2 separate regions of the Sus scrofa genome follow, and region 1 is linked to region 2. A link is a contact called in public Hi-C data. All regions are on one chromosome and are shown on one strand. Each heading gives the region's core, a stretch centred on a gene start, on an enhancer-like site or on the middle of the called end of the contact. The rest is flanking DNA. Distances are from core to core; before and after follow the strand shown.

Evidence for each region. Hi-C and Micro-C count contacts between places; a contact is called where the count stands out from the background.
Region 1: a contact with region 2 is called in a Hi-C map of epiblast stem cells, with 2.1 times the contacts expected there. The contact joins the promoter of HOXB13 here to the promoter of HOXB8 in region 2. A contact is called at or near these places in 3 of 47 Hi-C or Micro-C datasets (epiblast stem cells, fetal skeletal muscle and undifferentiated spermatogonia).

Annotation. Positions count from the first base shown.
Region 1 is chr12:24,948,843-24,953,031 of Sscrofa11.1, forward strand. It overlaps HOXB13 (homeobox protein Hox-B13), which reads right to left and starts at 1,819. Exons shown (of 2, transcript XM_003131551.3): 1 at 1,070-1,819; 2 at 1-99. The coding sequence starts at 1,673.
Region 2 is chr12:24,877,856-24,881,945 of Sscrofa11.1, forward strand. It overlaps HOXB8 (homeobox protein Hox-B8), which reads right to left and starts at 1,851. Exons shown (of 4, transcript XM_021067111.1): 1 at 1,763-1,851.

The DNA.
Region 1 (4,189 bases), core at 569-3,068, 71 kb after region 2:
CGCGCTCCAGCTCCCGCAACTGCCCCTTGCTGTAGGGAATGCGTTTCTTGCGGCCGCGGCGGAAGGCACAGCCCTCCGGAGGGTGTTGCGCGCTAGAGTCTGCGCAGCAGGAGAGGGAGGGAGAGAAAGACAGGCTCAGACCACCGCCTGGCACAAGCCCAGATGCAGACCCAGGCCCCACCAGCTAAGTCATCGTGCAGGAGCACCCAGGTCATCCTACAGGCGTTCTAGTGTACTCCCCCTTCCCCTAAAGCGCAGGAGGGCACCTCAGCTTCCAGCTGGTTCTCTGATCACTGCTCAGCTTTGGCAAGAGAAGCTTTCTACAGGCCACCCTCTTTCATCACTGCTCTCATGCCGGCAAACACACCATCACACATAGCCAGAGCTTTGCCCACCTTCTGCATATGTACATCCACCCTTCACATGCATTTTCCCACTCTTGGCCACTCTTGTAGAGACTACAGTCAAATTCGGTACAGAAGGGAACATGTGTCTGCCCCAACTCCCAACACACACACACACACACACACACATACACACACCTAAGTCATGGCTGTAGGAAATCTAAACTTCCCCTTGGAAACTGAAAAACACAATCTGAGAGAAGGTAAAGTGTTAAATTCTTTACAGAACATTCAATATTTCTGTTCCCTCCCACCCCACCCCATTCCTACACTCAATTAATTAAGAGTTATTTTATCCTTTTGTAGAATTAAATTGGGATCCTGCTTGGCAGGGACACCCTGAACCCCAAACAACAGCAAAGAGAGCCAAATTCTCCGGCATATTGAAAGGCTGGTCCCAAGGCTTCCGGGGAGATCAGAGGCCTGGTGGTCCTCGGGTTTTGGAGAGCACCCAGCTCGGGCCTCTCACACTGACCCTCTGAGGCCTCCACCCAGGCTCTCTAACTGCCAAGACCTGCCTTAAGAGTCCTAGTGGTCAAGCAAGGAGAACCAACACCTCCTCACCAGCCCCAAGTCTCCCTCCACCTCTTCCCAGGCAAGTGCCAACCAAGCCTACAATCCTCCATGCTCACCGCTGAGGGGATCCAGAGTAGTGGGCAGTTTACCTGCAAATGCCGCCTTCCAGAAAGAACCGGATGGGTTCTGTTCTCCCTGGCAGCACACCTGGCTGTTCCAGCCACCGGTGAGGGCCCAAGGCTGGTAACTGTCCACAGGCAGCAGGGAGTCGTGGCGAGGCTCCGCTGGGGTGCCGAGGGTCTGCACCACCGACACATCCAGGTAACTGGCCATAGGCTGGTAGGGTCCCGGGTACCCCGGATAGAAGGCAAACTCGGTAGGGCGGCTGGGGTACTCCTCCCCGGCCGTGGGAGTCTCCGCAGGGTAGGCGGCCAGGGTGGCCCCCTGGGCACAGGGTTTCAGTGAGCTCCGGGACACTCGGCAGGAGTAGTACCCGCCTCCAAAGTAGCCATAAGGCACCGGAGCTGGGGACGCCCCCTGGGGCACCCCGGAGCATGGGTGGCACTGCTTTGGCGGTTCCGCAGAGCCCGGCAGATCCAGGGGGGCGTAGTTGACAGCGGGCATCAGTGTAGGCGCCGCTGCTGGGTGGCTGGTCAGTGGGGAGTGGGCGACCAGATTCCGACTCCCTCCGGCTCCCAGCAAGCCTTCGATCTCCTTGGCCCCGTCCAAGGTGGCATAGTTGCCGGGCTCCATGGGGCCGAACGTCGGCTCATGGGGTGCTGGGGGGTGGGGGATACAGGAGGCACCCAGTTCGCTCTCCCCACCCAGACCCGGGGAATCTAAAGCGTTTTAAATCGCTCCCAGCTCCCTGGGCCCCTGCATTCGCTCAGCCTGGCCGTCTTGGCCGTCTTGACGCAGGGGACGCAGGTGCCCGGGCTCGCGCGCTGATTGGCTGCGGTCTGGAGGAGGGGAGCCAATTAAAATCGTCCTGGCAGAAATTGCGAACATACTTTCTCTCTTTCTCTCTCTCCGCCTCCCTTCCTCCCCCTCCCCTTCCCCTCCCTCCCTCCCTCTCTCTCCCTCCCTTCCTCTCTCTCTCTCCCTCCCTCCCTCTTTCTTGGTCTTTTATTGCATTTGGAAAACAAGAGAGAGAAGAGAGGAAATGGGGTCCTTTCCCTGCCCCCCCCCCGGAGCAGAGCAGCTACGCGGGGGTTGGGTTGGGGAGAAATGGAAGGCGGGAGAGGTGACGCGGGGCCGGCCCCACCTCGGTTGCCTCCTCTCCCTCTCTGGCTCTCTGTCTCCTGTGCTTTGGCAGGTTTAACGAGCGAATATAAAGCTTTCCCTATAAAGTGGCCATCTCGTGGGGGGAAGGGGAGTCGGAGGTGGGGCCGGGAGGCCGCCGCGGGCCTGAAAGGGGAACCTGGGAATGCGCCTGAGCGCGAGGAGGCCGGGAAATGGGGATTAAAGGATATTTCTTTGGGCCCCGGGTTCTAGCATCCCAGTTCAGTCTAGGTGTCCCTCCCATCCCGGATGCGCAGTAATAAGTTGCTCCCAGTCCCAGGGGAGTGCCTGGGACGCCTCTTCCACAGGGACCCCAGCTACTGCCCAGAGAGCTCAGGATTTGGAGAAGGGTGGAGGCGGGGGTGGGGAACCACTCAGAGCTCCCAAGAAGGAGATCTGAGAACTGGAGCCGGGACGAGCTAAATGTTCAGAGCTGAAGCAGAAATGCAGCATCTAGAGCCGGCTTGTAAAAGGGGGTCTGGGTTGCCTTTGAGGTGGGGGAGATATGGAAAGATGACACACATGACCTGTATATTCTGAGAGGCAGAGAAAGAGCCAGGGAGAGTGGCACAAAAAGGGAAAGAGAGAAATTGAAGGAAGGGAGAGGATCTTATAAAATCCTGAAGTCCCAGTCAGAAAAGATAAACCCTTTCCTCCCTTTACTGGGATCTAAGGAATTTCCAGGAAACTAGGCCTGACCCACTAGCCCTGAACTAGTTTCAGGGATTCTAGACCCCAAGAATGCAGAAGCCTGGCCTGTGTGAAGTTGCCCAGACTCTCTGCCCTTCAGTCCTTTTCCTATGTTCCAAGGGGCCCAGGAAACTCACCCTGGCCCTGGCACACTTCCACCCAAGCTGAATGTCCAGAAAGCCCAGCACCCCATCTGCTTCCTTCTGGCTTTTCAGGACCTTAAGAGGAAAAGAAGGTGGGAGAGGAGCCCCAGCCACGGAAGGAATTAACTGAGGCCCCTCTGTTGGGGCCTATTGTGCAGTGCAGAGCAGAAGACCCAAACCAGTTTATTTCCCAAATCTGTCTTCAGAGACGTTCTGTTTCCATCACTACCCCTCCCAAATCAAATCTTTCTGGGTTCACTTTTTCTAGGACCCACTTTTTTGTTTGTTTTTGTTTTTTCTGGAGAAGACAGAAACTTTTTTTTCTTCTTTTTTCTTTTTTTTCTTTTTCTTTTCCTTTCTTTTTCTTTCTCTCTTCCTTTCTTTCTCTTTCTCTCTCTCTTCCTTTTTTTCTTTTTAGAGCCGCACCTGAGGCATATGGAAGTCCCCGGGCTAGGGGTTGAAATGGAGCTACAGCTGCCAGCCTACACCATAGCCACAGCAATGCAGGATCTGAGCCACGTCTGCAACCTACACTGCAGTTTGTGGCAACACCAGATCCTTAACCCACTGAGCAAGGTCAGGGATCGAACCCACATCCTCTTGAATACAAGTCGGGTTCTTAACGTGTTGAGCCACACCAGGAACTCCAAGATGGAAACTTTTCTATTCTACACCAGCATCAGGACAATTATATAGAACAGAAAACCCTGCCCTCTAGGTGGGCTCAGTCTTGCTCCTTCACCAACCTGAGCCTCAGCTTGAGCCATCTTTTGGGACAGTGCCCATGCAAACTAGAGTTGTCCCAAGTTGTAGGACTGTGGTGGCAGTTACAGATCCCAGTGGCCACAGCTAATGACTGAGGACATCATGCATGAAATCCTCACTGGATGTTATCATATTTGGTTTTTGTTTTTGTTTTTGTTTTTGCCACTCCCAGGCTAAGGATCAAACCTTGCTAAGCCACAGAGACACCAGATCCTTAACCCACTGTGCCACAGCATGAACTCCTGGATTTTACTGTATTTGAAAACAACATGAGAGAAAAGGGAGGAGATGTCTCTTTGATGCTTTCCAGTTTCTGATCACAGCCTCTTGCTTGTCTGTCTATGAAAGGCAGAAATAGCAGGATTTTTACCTAAAGGCCAAGAATTTCTT
Region 2 (4,090 bases), core at 601-3,100:
TGCAGTACAAGGGAACAGAGAAAGGGGTGACTAAGTGGAATGGGGGGAACAAAAATATATCAAGCCTTCTCTTCTCCTTACCCCTAAACTCAGAAACGTTGCCAAATAAAGCAGAGCCAATTAAAAATAACACTCAGCCTCTGCTAGATTCCTTCACCCCAAATGAAAAGCCCTGAATAGTTCAAAAAATAATATTAATAATCTGGTTCATCCTACACTAAGTACCGTGTCTTACCAATTTGCAGCGCTATTTCCTTAATGTGATTGTCTGGGATGGGACCCGCAGCCGCATTAAATATGAAAGAGGAAAAAAACTGTTAATAATTGATCCCAGCCAAACTGCTGCCTTGCAATAATGGACTTTCCAGGCAGAGTTTGGGGGCTTGGGGTGGGGGTGGGGTCTGTTTAGGTGTGAGCAGGGAGGGTTGGGAAGAGCCCTGTGTTACCCTAATGTCAGCTCTTGTGATTCAACCTGGCAGGTTGGAGACGGTGGGACCCCACGGAAATATCAGGGAAGCAGGACAGCTCTCTACCCTCCAGCAGGCAGAGGCCTGTGGGCCACTCTGTGGGTGGGAAAGCCGGCAGGGCAAGCAGAGTAAAGCAGAGATTTAAAAATCTGACCCTCACTCTCCAAAAACAGGTAGGGTTGAGGGCTTTTCCCCACTAGCCTGCAGGTTATTGTTTGGGGGCTAAGAGCCCCCGACCGATTTGCCCTTCTCAACCTTAAAAATGAAAGATCCGAGACTCCGCTCCAGCCCCTCTTTGCAGGCAGCACCTCCTGGAAATTAGCCAGACTTGGGTTCCTGGCGGGGGTGCTTTTGGAGGGGTGGGAGACGGTGGGAAACTACCTTGGGGGGATAAGTTCTCCGCCTCTCTGCAAGCCTCTCTTTCCCCCACCCTTCCTCTCCCCAGGGTCCTTGCAGGATCACTCCTTCTCCACGGCCGCCGGTCGGCCCCGAAGTTCGGAAGCGATTTCCTGACTCCCCGTGAGGCGAACAGCTCCGGCTGGAGCTAGGGAGCCCCAAGGAGAGCAGCGGGGACCGCAGAAAAGGAAGCGGCAATCCGGGCGAGGATGCCAAGGAGGGGAGGGGGTGACCAGAGGGAAGGCTTCCAGGGAGGGGCCGGCGCATCCGGGGAGGGGGCTCAGTCACCCGGTCCTGGGCTTCCCCCGCCCCTCCCGGCGCCGGCTGTGGACCCTGAGCGGCTACTGAGCGAGATCTGCTAGGAACAATCCTCCGCCAAGCTGTTGCATCGCAAATAAAATCCTAATGAGCCCCCTCCCACTTCCCCTTGGCCGGCTTTTACGGTGTGCGCGTGGCGCGGGGAGCTCTGCCAGCCGCGCGATGCCCGGAAGCCCGGTGCGCTCCCGCCCCGGCCCGCGCGGGCTCTCGGCCTCGCCGGCTGCCTCCCTGGCCCCGCCAGCTCCTCTCCCAGCCGGCGGCCGGCGGCCTCTTCCCGGGCTTTCTGCCCGGGCCTCCGGGGCGCGGGGAAAGGGAGGCCCAGAGAGCGGCGAGCTGGCCCCTGCGCCCCGGGTCCCTCCTGGACTTGGAGGAGTGGGGGCGGCGCTCCGCCGGCGGCCTCAGTCTCCCCTTCTGGGGCACCCAGCTGCCTCCCTTCCTTCCTCCCAATTCCCTCCGCCCCCGCTCGCTCTCCGGTCACCGCCGCGTTTTCCCTTCACATTGTCCGCAGTTTATTGCCTCTCCCCTCCCCTCCCCCTCGCCTGGCCTTCGGCCTGGGTATTTCCTCACTTTTTATAACTTACTTTGATCCGGCCTCTCTTTGTCCTCGCTTCCTTCGCAAATTTTATTGTCCCCGTAGCCGGGTCTTTGATTAGACAGGACGGCCTCCCTGCCCGCCGAAGTTTCCAAACTGTACTCGGGCGTGCCCTGCTTGAGCAGCTCCCCAGGCGCGCCCAGCAGCGGCTCCGCCTTCACCGCCGCCTGGCCCTGCCCCGGAGCAGCTTCGCCGCGCGGCGCTGGCTCCAGCCAGGTGCGGAGGTACCTGCTCTCGGCCGGCGGGACGCCCTGGGGCTGGATGTAGGGGTGGTAGACGGACGGCAGGCTTCCGGACGCGTGCGGGCTCAGCGGCGCCCAGGAGGCGCCGAACACCGGCGCTTTGGGCTGGAAGCTGCACGAGGGGAACTCCAGGTGCTCCGCGTGGCCCGGCTGCCGGGGGCTCGCGTACTGGCCGGAAGGAAACTTGGCTGGAGGCGCGTCCTCACTCTCGTGACTTATGATCGAGTCGACATAATAGCTGCTAAGCGTCCCAGAAATGGACATTCTCAGACATTATCCGGGCGCTCGCAGGGGGAAGGGAAGCGCTCGCGCGCGGCGCCCAAGCAGGGAGAGGTGGCACCCAGACCGGTGTGAGGGCTTTCGGACGCGACCCCCCCAGCCCCCCACCCTCCCACCCCCACCCCCTGCTCAACTTCTCAGCCAACAAAGTACAGTGGAGCAGCCCGGCTCAGCGCTCCTTGCAAAATGATTGGTCAAAGTTTTTCCGACTGCCTGATAAAGCGTCAGCTCCGACATAAATCAATCGGGCGAGGGGGCTGCGCTCTCGCTGTCATCCGTCCGCACAGCATTCCATATCGAGGATGGATTGTTTTATGCTGATGCAATGTGCTATCACGTCAGGGCTCCGGCGGCCACGTAACCTCAGCCCGAGCTGCCGGCCGCCCTCCCCCCCCCCTTTTGCAGGAAGGGGGGGCAGTTCTCGACGTGGGGCGGCGGGGGCGGAGGAGAGGCGGAGGGAAAGCAGCGGGCTGCCTCGAGAGGGACGTTGGCTATGGAGCCCTCTCCCCAGGCGCATCCCAGAGGGAGAAAGGGAGTGTAGGGCAGCGGGAGAGAGGGAGCCCCAGCCTGGGGAGCAGCCGGAGAGGCCCACAGCGTAATTAAAGAAAGAGGAGGTGGTCCCTTCCCCCTCCCCCCACTAACACACCTCCACTCTTCCCTGCCGGCCCTCGTTTCCTCTTCTCTATCTCTTGACGCAAGATGTTTATTAAACAACAGCAGGGCAGCAAGCCACTGGAGATGAAGTGAAGGGGATGGGGGAGAAGTTGGGATTTTATAGGATTGTTGTCTGCGCTGGAGGGGGGCACTCTGTAACTAGTTTGGGAGGTTTGCGGGCCTGAGAACGTCTTCTGACCCCTCAGTAGCTGAGGGAGGAGAGAGGGGAATCAAAGGGCCGGTGTGTCCAAAGATCCTGTCCTAAAATTTAGCTGTCCTGAAATTTAGACCCCACAGGGGGCTACAGAGATTCATCAGGCCCTGGAAAGTTGAGCCTCCAAAAGAGTTTCATACAATGAGTCAAAGCTCTTTTAAGTTTCTCAAGCCTCTCTCTGGTCCCGGTCAGAGGAAGGGGGAGAGGGGCACAGACATTTCTCCTTCCCTCCACTGAATAACAGGCCAGGCCCTTAAAAGCACCCAGATGGGGGAGCTGAACAGGAGAAAGGGTTAAGGGAACTCCCCTAAGGTGTCAGCAGAGCAGAGGTGTGGGAAGGGGTCCAAAGTTATCTCCCCTTCCACCCCGTGTGGTAGGAGGTGAATCCGAGTTTCCGCCTGTCCTGCCGCCTCTTCACCCGGTTTTGCGGGCTCGGAAGGATTTCCAGATCCCCATCTTGGGCACCAGGATGGACAGAGAGTCTGCTGGGTCAGTCTGCCGCCCACCCACCGCTTTGCCTCCTGCAGACGTTCTCGCAGGAGCGTCCAAATAGCCCGTTTTATTGGTATCTACCCTGCGGCCCAGCGCAGAGGCTCCCCCGGGGCCACCGGCTGCCTTCCTGGCCCATCTTCAGTCCATCGCTCCTCCGGCTCCTGCCCAGGGTGCAGTCACTTCTCTGAGATGTGGGCGCTCAGGGAGCCGAGCCCCTGGACAGACCCAGTTTTCCTCTGTGGGGTTCAGGGGCAGGCTGGGGCCGATTATTCTCAGCATTCTCCGACCCCGGGGCCCTGATCAGATAGGCTGGCCCAGCCCTGTGGTTTTAACAAAAGCGGGGCCATTCTAATTTGAGGTTTTCTCTTTGGGGCCATGTACCCCTCTGCCGGGCAGAAGGCTGCGGATCACCTCCGCACATGCACAGAAACACTCC